Linked DNA regions of Triticum aestivum: region 2 is linked to region 1. Evidence: chromatin contacts called from public Hi-C data. All regions are on one chromosome and are shown on one strand. Each heading gives the region's core, a stretch centred on a gene start, on an enhancer-like site or on the middle of the called end of the contact. The rest is flanking DNA. Distances are from core to core; before and after follow the strand shown.

Region 1 (5,935 bases), core at 1,337-3,836:
ATAATTTTATCATTCTGTTCTACCTGACCAACCATGATTGATGCAGCCAATGCAGCTGGCATCCCAGCTGAAGTAATCAACATTGATGACGACGAAGATGGTCGGTCGCAGGATCAAGGTGCAAACGTGGTTGTTGTTGATATGGATGCTGATGAGTCTGGGAATACTCATGTGGCGCAACGCAAGACAAGGCGGTCGGGCATGTGGCATTACAGGGATCCTTTTGGTGACGAGCAAGGCCCGTTCTTTCTAGATCTGTTGGATGGTTGGAACAAACAAGGCTACTTCGACGACGACTTCAGGGTCTGGAGAGCCGGTCAGTCTAGCGACTCTGCCATTTTGCTCAAGGATGCTCTGCGCCTGAAGCGCTGAGAAGGATGGCAGCTACTTGGGGTTCCCATGCTAGCAAGTTAATGTGAAAGAGGGGGCTTCTCTTGTAATATATTCCTGCCCAGATTCTCCTACTTTGTTCCTAATATTATGGTGGGAGGACCAGTCAGAGACTTATACATTACCTGGTCCTAGAAACTTTGGCCTCTGCTGTGAATTGTGGGATGGACATAAGTTGGTTTCAGAGGTTTTTGCAAGTTTATGTCTAAACATGTTCAGTTATGCGTTCCGCTCTCTCCTTTTTCTTTGTTGTAAAAAAAATGCTAACCTGGTTTGAAATGTTCTGAATGTTGCGACGATGATATTGTTTTCTTCAGAGCGATAGTCTGGTTCCATTGATACTGATGGTATAGCTTCTAAGGAACTGACACGAACACAAGCAATACATGTCCTAGAGTTCTCAAGTGGCCTGCAGCCTTCACATATTGCCCAAAATCTGAATTAACCTCCAAGTACCTATGGGCGCACCTTTGAAAACCTGAAGTCTAGAGAGGCTCGGGTATCACTAACTCGAAGAAGATGAACTTGGCTCTGTAACCAAGTGGATTTGGAAAATTCCTAGAATGATGACAACATGTGGGCTTGAATTCTCAAAGCTAAGTACTTCCCAGATGCTTCTTTCTTCGCTTCTAAGACTAAGGGCTCCCAAGTTGAGAGGGATCCAAAAACGCAGAGAGATTTTTAACTTGAGCATTTGCTTCGAGGTCCGGAATGAGAGAGACACCAAAATTTTGCTTTCTAAGTGGATCGATGACAAGCCTGTCTACACTAGATATCCCAACCTTTTCGTCATTGCATCTGGCCCTGATATCCTTGGTAGCAATGTGTTTGTCGATGGTCTATTCAATCTTGCTTTTTTGCATAACCTCTCTGAGCCTGAACTTGCTTCTTGGGTAGCATTACAAGGGCAGCTTATAGGTTTCTCCTTATCCACCGAAAGAGATTCAGTGAAATGGGACCTGGAGACATTGGGTGTCTTCACAGCGAAATCTCTTTATGCCAAACTGATCCAAGACCCTAGGATGCGATGTGCTAAGAAGACATTGTTGGCATCAAGGGTTCCTCTTAAAGTCCGTATCTTCCTTTGGCGAGCTTCGTTAGATCACCTACCATCAGCGCTTAATCTTCATAAAACGGAGCGGCCCAGGAAATGACTATTGTGCCCTTTGCGGCAACCCGAGAAATGTTGACCATATCCTTTTCTAGTGTCCCCCCCCCCCCCCCCCCCCCCCCCCCTCCGGCGGCTAAATTCCTATGGAATTGTGTGACCGGAAAACGTCGACCACATCCTTTTCCGGTGTGCCCTGGCTAAGTTCCTACAGAGCTGTGTCAGGGAAAGCTCCTTGGTCGATTGTTATTTGGTTACTTGTTTCTATTCTGGTTGTAAGACTATGTAAGAACCACTAGCTTGTGTTGGCTTCATTATTTTAAAACCGGACGCACCTTGTGTTTTTCTTTCAAAAACAATCTCCACAGTCGGGGCGTCCTTCTCAAAGGATACACAACCTTACCGTAAAAGCGAAACCCTAATCTAGATACCGTGTGCCGGTCCGAGGTTTACAAAACCTGGAACGTGGTGGCTAATCATTCAACTATCAAGGATAGCGAGCTCTATTGTCCTTGTTTTGTTTCAAGCGCTGCCAAGCAGGTGTTTGTGGAAGTACGATGGTGTCCTTGTGGCATCCCTGTTGTCACTGACTACCAAGTTAACAGGAAAATGATATACTCAAAACAGAGCTGTAGTTCCAGGGCGGTTTGGTTTGCATGAGAGATTTCGGGAGTCCAATAAATTCCGCCCCGCCTCTCGCCCCGTCGTCGCCTCGTCGCCGCCCCGCCACGGTTCGTTCTGACTCGACTCGCCGCCCCGTCGCCGCCCCGCCTCGGTTCGTTCTGTCTCGGTTCGTTGCAGCGGTGCCTCCAATCGCCGGACATGCCCTCTCCTAAGCCTCGTTGCAGCAGTGCAACATGGACTTATAAGTCCCTGTAAACAAACAGATAGGAACTCGGGACTTATAAGTTTCTGTAAATAAACAGGTAGGAACTTATGACTTATAAGTTGGGACTTAAAAAAGTCCTAGGACTTATAAAACAAACAGGGCCTAAATAGCTAATGATGGATACTTTTGCTTGCTGCAATGAGGTCCTTGTCAACTTACAACCCAAGTTACAAACAGACTCGGATCCAACCTCACGGCAACGCGACCTCAACACATGTAATACATCTCCGGATGTCCAAACTTAAACCCAAATCCACCCCCACACGGCCACACGGCCCTACCTCCTCACCAGCAAACCTGGCAAATAATAGCCGGCAAGCGAACACCCAAACAACCAGGAATATCCACACGCCATCATGGCCACCACGCGACTCGGCCTCCTACTCCTCCTATTCACGCTGCTCGCCGGCACCGCCGTCTTCTCCGTCTCCGCCGCCCGCAACGTCCCCGCCGAGACGGTGGTCGCGGATCCGGTCGGCGCCGAGCCGAGCGCCTACGAGATGCTGGAGAAATTCGGGTTCCCGAAGGGAATCCTCCCGGTGGGCGTCACCGGTTACACGCTCCGGCGGTCGGACGGCGCGTTCCAGGTGTTCATGGACAAGGATTGTGAGTTCGAGGTGGACGGCGGGTACAAGCTTACCTACAAGCAGACGATCTCCGGAAGGGTGGCCGGCGGCAGCTTGTGGGACCTCCGGGGCGTCTCGGTGAAGATCTTCTTCGTCAACTGGGGCATCGACCAGGTGCTCATGGCCGACGCCGACCACCTCATGTTCTACGTCGGGCCGCTCTCCCAGGCCTTCACGTCGGACAACTTCGAGGAGTCCCCGCAGTGCAGGTGCCGCGGCCATGGCGTCGCGGACGTTGGCGAGGGCGCCGGCGTCGGCGTGGCGGCGATGTAGGATCGTGCAGTTGGTTACGTATAATTAACGTGATGCTGTGCACTTCTTGCGCGTGATGCTGTGCACTTCTTGCGCGTGATGCTGTGAATTACTCGTTGATGTAAGTCGATGTATGCACGATTGGTGTGCGTGCAATGCACCGCACACGGAGGAAAAGGACCCCATCAAATAGGGTGTCCATTTTATTTGCCGTATTTTTATGATTCTTCTTCTTCGTATTGCGTGCAATTTGTCATATTTTGACTAGTACTCTCTGGGTCCCAAAATAAGTGTCACGAATTTAGTACAACGTCGTACTAAATCAACGAGATTTATTTTGGGTCTGAGAGAGTATTATTTTGATTTAGTGTTTCCTATGGATTTGAGGATGATTTACTGTCCTTTGGCCATTGATGTGTCGAGTTTGTCAGGGCATTTTTGTAATGAAAAAACACTCGAATCAATTAACCCATCTCTAGAAAGGAGTTTCCTAAGCGCACCACACCCCTCCTCCGCCGGTAGGTCGTTCCCCCCTCCTCCGCAGGTGTAGGGGTGCGGAGAGGTTCCTGTCTACCGGATAGAACTCTAGTTTTCTCGCTTTGGGATTTTAGTAGGGTTATTATACACGTCAATGGTGCGCTTTGGGAATTTGGACAATGACGCATTGCCGGCGTCGGCGCCTTTGAGGTAGTAGGCGTGGGGGCGACTACTGCGGTAGGGAGGACGGCTGCTTGACCGCGGGGAAGACCGGGTGCCACTGGGTGCCCGGATGATGACGCGGAGGGGACGACTCCTCCTCCTTGGTGTGGCGATCGGTCTGAATGTCACTGTTGGGACACCGGCTCCTCCTTGACGTGGCATCCTATTTGGATGTTGGGTTGCATGGAGGGAGTAACCATGATAGACCCCGTTCGACCAATGATTGGCACAACACCTCCTCCATCTGTTGCGTGAACTCGTCGTCTGAGCAGGCCGTTGCGGTGAGCAACGAGGGCAGCTAGTTCTTATCCTTCAATCGGCTACGCCTTTACGGTGGACAGAGCCTTGAAGGACGACGAACCCGTCAACCATGGGCGACTATGTGAATCTTTCACATTGTTGGGTTCACCGTCGCGTATTTTTTATCAAAAAAAACCCTGACATTTTTTTAAAATCAACCCACAATACATGTGGCCTTTCATGATGCGCTGATGGGTTGCTGGACTTTGAACGCAAGACTCCTCGTTACAAGAGCTAGACGTAAACCATCAGGACTCTCATCTGACTCATGCCTGTGTAGGAATCTTTACGTAATAATTTATATGCATACTGACCAGGTCTCTCTTACGTGGAGTCAAACTCTGAATCCCCTCTTGCCTTGCCTAGCCTCTCCATAAATAGGCTTTTTCAGTATTCTGATCCTTTAAACAAACTTTGTCACAAAATAAACTCGACGTGAAAGTATTTCACGACCTGACCCTTTTAACAACGTCATAGTCCGCGGCGTCTATACCCAACATAAAAACGCCGAGCTAACCAGCGTTTTTGACCACTCGGCGTTTCTCACCAGGTAAGCAACGCCAAAGTTCACGGCGTTTGTCACCAAGTAAGAAACGTCATAAGGCTTGGCGTTTAGACCCTGGTTATGAAGCAGTTTTTTACGTTGGCGTTTCTAAGAAGGCTGGAAAGGTCGCAGACCTTGGCGTTTCTAGCCTGGCGTCTCTAGCGGCTGAGAAGAAAGACCCCGACGGGGCAGCGGGTGGGCTGGGTGCCAGTGAAGAAATGCCAAGCCCTATGGCGTTTCTTACCTGGTCTGCAACGCGAGCTACCTCGGCGTTTCTTATTTGGACAGGAACGCTAGCTAGCTCGGCGTTTTCATTTTGGGCAGAAACGCCGCGGGCTATGGCGTTGCTAAAAATGTCAAATCGTGAAATACTTTCATGTCAAATTCATTTTGTGACAAAGTTTGCTGAAAGAGTCAGAATAGTGATTTCGGCCCCATAAATAAGCTGTGGAGAAGCACCAGACCAAGCCGTCGGATGAGGAGGCGTAAGACGAGGACGATCCCACGGAAGTCATCTGGGTACATGACCTCGCCGAGGCCGACGGCAGCAACGGCCGAAGCCAAGCCAGCGAGGCACATGTCGTCGGGATACCTTTTCCTCCACTGCGCCCGTACCACAGGCACCATCATCAGCGTCCACGCGCGCCTTCTGTTGCTCTATTGCCGATCGTCTGTAGGAGATAATTTCAGTTCCGGTGGCGCCACGGTCGAGTCCACGAAATGTCGCCAAAGCGTAGCCGGTGGCGAACGGCGCTCGCATAGCTTCTTCCCCACTTTCTTCCTTGATCACCATGCCTTGTCGCAATACCACAGGCGCCGACCATCGCCACCGGCCACGCAAGTCACGCTCGACTGTGTTGCTTCAGCCAGGCCTCAACATCTGAAACCGACCCCTGCTGTCTCATGAAACACGAACGCCTGCCGATTCCTCCTCCCCCAGGACATGACAACGCGGCGGCGCCTGGATCTACAGGAACCATATCCCCTACCTCCTTGTCGTGCCATCCACTGCACCAAGACCGGCTGAGTTTGGTGGTGAGTGTCAAGTGCAGCGTGTAGCCCCCCCACTGGTCACAGGTGCGTCGTCAGCCGCTTCCTCGGCCTCCTCCTCCCTATTCTGCAACAAG
Region 2 (5,935 bases), core at 2,081-4,580, 620 kb after region 1:
CTGCTGATCTCGGAGATATTGATGCATATGCAGAAAGTTCATCAGCTGAGCCACATCTTGATCTTTCGGGATTTTAACTTGTTCTCCGGGTGCTTCGAAATCATGGGTTTGGGCTACATCATCACCCTCATCCTCAATAATCATATTGTGCAGAATAACACAACATGTCATCAGCTGCCACAAAGTTTCTGATTCCCACATCATTGCAGCGCTCTGCACAATTCCCCAACGAGTTTGAAGCACATCAAATGCCCTCTCCACATCCTTCCTAACCGCTTCCTGCATTGTTGCAAAGTGGCTCTATTTCCTGCCACGCGGCTCGGATATGGTCTTGACAAACGCCGTCCACTTAGGATAGATACCATCGGCAAGATAGTATCCCATGTTGTAGTCTCAGCCGTTGACGGTGTAGTTGCACGGCAATGATTCGCCATTGCAAAGCCTCCTGAACGCCGAAGATGGTTGAAGCACATTGATGTCGTTGTGAGAATCCGACATTCTAAAGAAAGCATGCCAAATCCATAAGTCATGTGATGCCACCGCTTCTAGTATGATGGTAGCTTCTTTGGTGTGACATTGATACATTCCCTGCAAACCTCTGGGCTAGTGCTTCCATTTCTAATGCATGCAATCAATTGATCTAAGCATTCCTCAAAACCCCCTTGCCTGTCCAATAGCCCACAACCTCTCTGTGTCCTGCACATTTGGTTCCCTGCGATACTCAGGTCCAAACACCTCCACCACGGCGCGGGCAAACTTGATAGTAGTCTTCAAGCACGTGCTCTCCCCCATCTTGATCATCTCACCAACGACATCTGCAGCAGTGCCAAGTGCAAGCATCCTCAGAGCAGCCGTGCACTTATGCTTGGAAGAGAAAGAGAGTTGTCGGCAACAATCCCTTGTGAGCTTGAAGTAGTCGTCGTGTGCCTCCACTCCCTCCACGATACGCAAGAACAATGCTTTCCACAAGCGAAAACGGGGACAAAATCATGGATCATCCGAGAAAGCTGGCGTGGGAGCAAAGTAGTCTCTATACAGTAGCTTTGCTCCGGACACCCTATCCCGGTTGATCACTCTTCTTTCTTTGATTGAGCCCTTGAAGTTGAGAGTATGCTCCACTTGGCGGTCCATTTCCTCTTGCATTCTCATGAGCATAATCATGTCCACTTCTTTGTTCGAATTCGAGGAATCGAAGAACTCGTCTTGAATGATTTGGTCAAGAATCCATCATTTTCCCTAACAAAATTACAAAAAATCTGGTCAGACAATGTGTCAAACAAATAAAGCGCAAGGCGGAACCAGAGAGTTGCCGGATGTACCACGGTAGCGTCCGGGCCGGAGACGAAGTTCCCCACGGCGAGGACGGGAGAGAGAACATCTCTGCTGGAGCTGTCGGCGCAGAGGCCACGAACGGTTGCGGAGCGCGCGCGGCGACGGAGCTGCGAGCCAGATGGCGCGGAGGAGAAAGAAGAGAGGAGAGAGCAAATAGATCTGGCGGCTCGGGGGGTGGATTTGGTGCAATTTGGGGTGGGGTCGGGCTGTCGGGTCCGACGTGACGGGCAATGCCCGAGCGCCCCCATATTTGCCCCATATTTGGGCTGGATATGAGGATGTCGGTTAGCCCGGGCGTTTGAGGGGCCCGTCTGGGTCAAAAAATTATGACCGGACGATGACTGGACAGCCTGCCCGGGGTATGAGACGGGTTTGAGAGGTCCGACTCTAGATGCTTTAAGTTATGTATAATGTCACTCAGCGCGCGTGACAAATTAAACTGTAACGTGTGCCTACACAATAAATCGGCAAAATTGGTGAATAATTCACGGAGGTGAAACCACGTACGAAGTCGTTGGCGCTCCGGGTAACAACAATATTCTTCCTCTCTTAGCCGCCTCCTTCTCTTCCAAAAAAAAAAGTTAGGGTTCGTGCCTCTCGCCGGCGCCGACGCAGATCCGCTTCGTCTCCGGTGGCCCTAGGGCCATGGAGGCGCGGTGGATCCTGGCAAGGGCCGGCAGAAGGGCTTCGTTTTTAGTCGTTTTTTCAACCTTGCTAGGGTTTGTGTCCTGCTCGAAAAGGCAAGACGGCGGCGGCTCTCTGAAGATGGAATAAAGGTCTTCTCGCCCAGCCCTCATTCCGGCGGTGCGTCTAGCATTGTTGGTGGGTGTGTGAAGGTGGGTCTCCTGCAGATCTATCTTCGATGGATTTGCTCAGATCTTGTTGTTGTGCATCTACGTACGTGTGTCGTCAGTTTGGATCCTTCCGATCTACGTTATTTTTCATCGGCGACAGTTGTTGTTCTGTGATGCTGGTCCTATAGAGCCTTAGTACGACGACTTCCCGACTGTCTACTACAACAAGTTGTGCTCGACTTCGGTGATGGAGGAGCGATGACAGTGACGCGCCTTCGGCTCGCTTCAGTGCTTGTAGTCGTTGCTAGGTGGTCTACGGATTTGGATGTAATTTTTATTTCCGGTGTTCATTGTATTGCAATGATTGATGATCACTAGATTGGAAGTTTTTCCGAAAAGAAAATATATTCTTCCTCTCTTGTTTAAAAAGAGAAAAACAGTATTCTTTATCTCGGGGCAGCCGCGTACGTCCGCACACGCCCATGAAGATATGCATCGGCCACGCTACGCAGATGCCGTACGTATGTACGCGCGCGCACACCACGACAGGGATATGCATCAAGCATCATCGTGTCTATCTCTCCATCCATCCCGTGGCTAAGCTCCAAGGAATGCACGGGACGAGACCAATCAGCAGGACACGAGATGATTAGGCTTCCCGGCATTACGGTCCACTAAACTAGTCAAAAAGCGCCGCTTTTCGCAGCATGCATCGACAAACATGGTGCATGCTTTCCGCCTGGCGAAGCTTGCGGAGCACTGTAGTCCGCACCCGGAGGCCCGTACCTTTCACAGAGAATCAAATCGATCGTGCTAACCATATACCGCCCCACTAAAATCCGGACGGACATCGATCGCTATGCTGCGGACCTGCGGTCGAACGATCCGATCATTTACCGTGGCCACACACACGCACGCAACGAGACCTCTCTTTTCACCCACGTCATTTTCCTCCCATTAGCCACGGCATAGCATATTCGACCTCGCCGGAAAACGCTACAGCACACGTGGTTGCACCGCGACGGCGGCTTTGAGGTCCGTGGCGCGGGCTTGCACAGGTCGACCCTGCACGGCGTAGTGGGGGTCGCCGGCGGTGGCCTAGCTAGCTTTTGGCCGGTACGGCGAGGTGTCAGCGGTGAGCGGTCGCATGCATGTACTTCTTTCAATGACCGCGTGGGATGGATGGATGGATGTGTACGTGCTCCTCCGGACAGCAACGCGCGCTTGGGCTCGATAGCTGTCCGAAACGTACGTCTAACCGACCCCGCCCGAAAGTACAAGATCGACCGCCCGGCGCACCGAGCTGGCGCCATCCGCCACGTCCGGACGAGCGGCACGTAGGCATCGCGTGTACTGTACACGGTAGCCACTGGCTATGGCAGGGCATGTAGCCGTACGCCTCCCCTCTCCTCTCCTCGATCTCCCCTTTCCTTTTTATTTTTGGTGAAAGGGGCACGAGCTAGTAGCTTGTAGAATAATAATGAAAGCGTTAAAAGGGGCCTGGTACGTAGCTAAGCATGCATCTTAATGGCGGGAGCGCTCAATTATTCGGTCGAGCATATGCTTCGCAGTGATCTGAATTGAAAAGCTAAAGATTATAGTCCAACGAAGATGCTACGGATGTGTACGTAGTATTCATAACGTTGATGAAACATCTAAAATCTAATGTCTCTTAATTGATTGCGCCTGCAAGGTAGATACATGGGCGCCATCACGCGAGGGGAGGAAGGCGCGGGCCGGTCGCTGTTGCGAGCTAAAGCGCGGGAAGCGTCGCTCGTTCCGGGTAACGTGGCCGGGGCCCGATCGCGTCTCGGCATCAAGCAAAAGCGGAGAAAGCAACGGGAGCGAGCGAGAGATAGGGGGATGGAGAAAGGGACCATGCAAAACAACAAAAAGAGATACCGGAGATATTGTTGCGATGGCTGGTCCATGATCGTGTACCGGGCACTGATGAGTGTCTCGATACTGGAGATACTACCAGCAGCAACCTGTCCTATACTTTATTTTGCGTCTCGTGCCTGCCTGACACGTACGTGTGTCATCACGAAGCAGATTACCGGATTGATCGAGCCACCTCCTGCAGATCGATCATGCGATGCGATCGGTTGCCCAGTTTGGCCGGGGAAAGATAATCAATTGCTTAATGCAGAGGCTGATTGGGATGCCACTGCAATACTGCACGCATGCAATCTCAACTGTCTCCTGATCCGGGCTGACGGCATACTTCCGGAAGCTTGGAGTGCCTACTGACCTAAACTGAAAGAAATCTGGGAGCTAGTGCCAGCACTATTATATTTTTATAATAGAAAAGTGGTTACCTGGCTACCTTCTTGACGATGCCATGTCGACCTGGTTGGTATGCCCGGAAAGAAAATTTGAACCAGCTGTCATTCTGACTAATAAAATACGTCAGATCATCTATTATTACAGGATTATAATCAATCATTGTGTGAGTTTTCTGACCAATTCGGTTGCATAAAAGCCCGGAAGTGTGCCAGCGGACATTCCGTCCATGTATTTAGTTCCAAGCGGATTAGGGGTCAGCCTCACAGGTGTCCTGCTACGTGGATGTCCGGAGTTATATAAATCAGAGCAGAGCATCTATGGGTTTAACTTTTAAATTAGACATTTTATGGATCAAGCGGAAGAAGAAAAAGAAAGTGTTTTGTAAAATCAATAATTGTTGGGTTTTTTAGTAACCAAAAAATAATCAGCGGTGACGCGAAGCACTGCTATATGAAGTTCATGGTGTGCAATCGCACCGCGCCGCGCACGCCTCAGCTAACTGGCAGCAAACGTGCGGCCCATAACACATAGTACAACTCTTTTCTTGAAAACTCAAAAAAATATGTATCTAATTAATTTTTATATAATCATTTTTAAAATAAATGATGAAAAATGATATGTTAAAAATATATTTGCACATTTAAAAAGTGTTCTGTGTTTTTAAAAATGTTTGCATGATTAAAATATTTTTCATGTAATTTTGAAAAGTTCTTGCTCATTTTGAAAAATGTTCATATAATTCTCAAAGTGTTCATCCAATCAGGAAAATGATTTTAATTAAACATGATCACATATTTAATGTTTAATTTAAAAATATCTTCATATATTTGAAAAATATTATATTTGTTTGCGTAATTATAAAAAACTTCACCTATTTTAGAATATATTCACGTAATTTTCAAAATCTTCATGTATTGTCAAATGTGCATGTGTTTTTAGAGAATATGTATATATTTCTTTATTGAAAGAAATACAAAACAGGCAAACAAAAAATAAGATTAAAATGATAAAATATATTAAAAAAGAAACAAGAAACACAACGCCAAGCGAAAATGTAAAATGGAAAATGGAAAAAAGAAAACTAAGAAAATAGAAAATAGAAAAGAAATATGATAGAATTGAAAAAAAAAGGGTTCGTAAGGCAGCGAAACGGGCTGACCCGTGTAGGCACGCTCCGTGGGCAACTTAACCGCTATATGTCGTACTAAGGGTTAGGAAATCTCCAAACAATTGGGCGTCCCAAATGTCCGTGGCGATGTCCTGACATGTTCGTGGACATCTGGCCGGGCGCCGGTCATCTAGCACTATCCCTTTCCCATTTCAAAGTTTTCAAACGCAAAGTATCGATGAAATATATATTACATGCAAACTAGTGGCACCGTCGTTGTCGTTGTCACGACGATTTGGAAAGCTAGGCAAGCCACGGCGGTGCGCTCGCTTTGAAACCGTCATGTGTCCTCCTCCGTGTTGAGCCACGCCTTCTCTTCCTTCTTGCGGGCAGCACGCTTCGACTCGAGGATGCG

Evidence for each region. A called contact is a pair of places that touch in the nucleus more often than the background predicts.
Region 2: a Hi-C map of leaf shows a contact between it and region 1, with 4 times the contacts expected there. The contact joins the enhancer-like site here to the promoter of LOC123093074 in region 1. A contact is called at or near these places in 2 of 5 Hi-C or Micro-C datasets (both in leaf).

What each region holds. Positions count from the first base shown.
Region 1 is chr1B:487,145,922-487,151,856 of IWGSC CS RefSeq v2.1, forward strand. It overlaps LOC123093074, which reads left to right and starts at 2,587. Exons shown (of 1, transcript XM_044514970.1): 1 at 2,587-3,496. The coding sequence starts at 2,744. The coding sequence ends at 3,286. LOC123133737 reads left to right here. Exons shown (of 22, transcript XM_044553202.1): 22 at 47-619. The coding sequence ends at 372.
Region 2 is chr1B:487,765,866-487,771,800 of IWGSC CS RefSeq v2.1, forward strand. No RefSeq gene overlaps it. Among protein-coding and RNA genes, the nearest start is that of LOC123133801, 58 kb to the left of the region's middle. Within about 2 kb of position 3,331, at least 4 of the 8 cell types and tissues checked have an H3K27ac peak or open chromatin away from gene starts, as enhancers often do. A contact at or near this core is called in leaf, where this site is marked.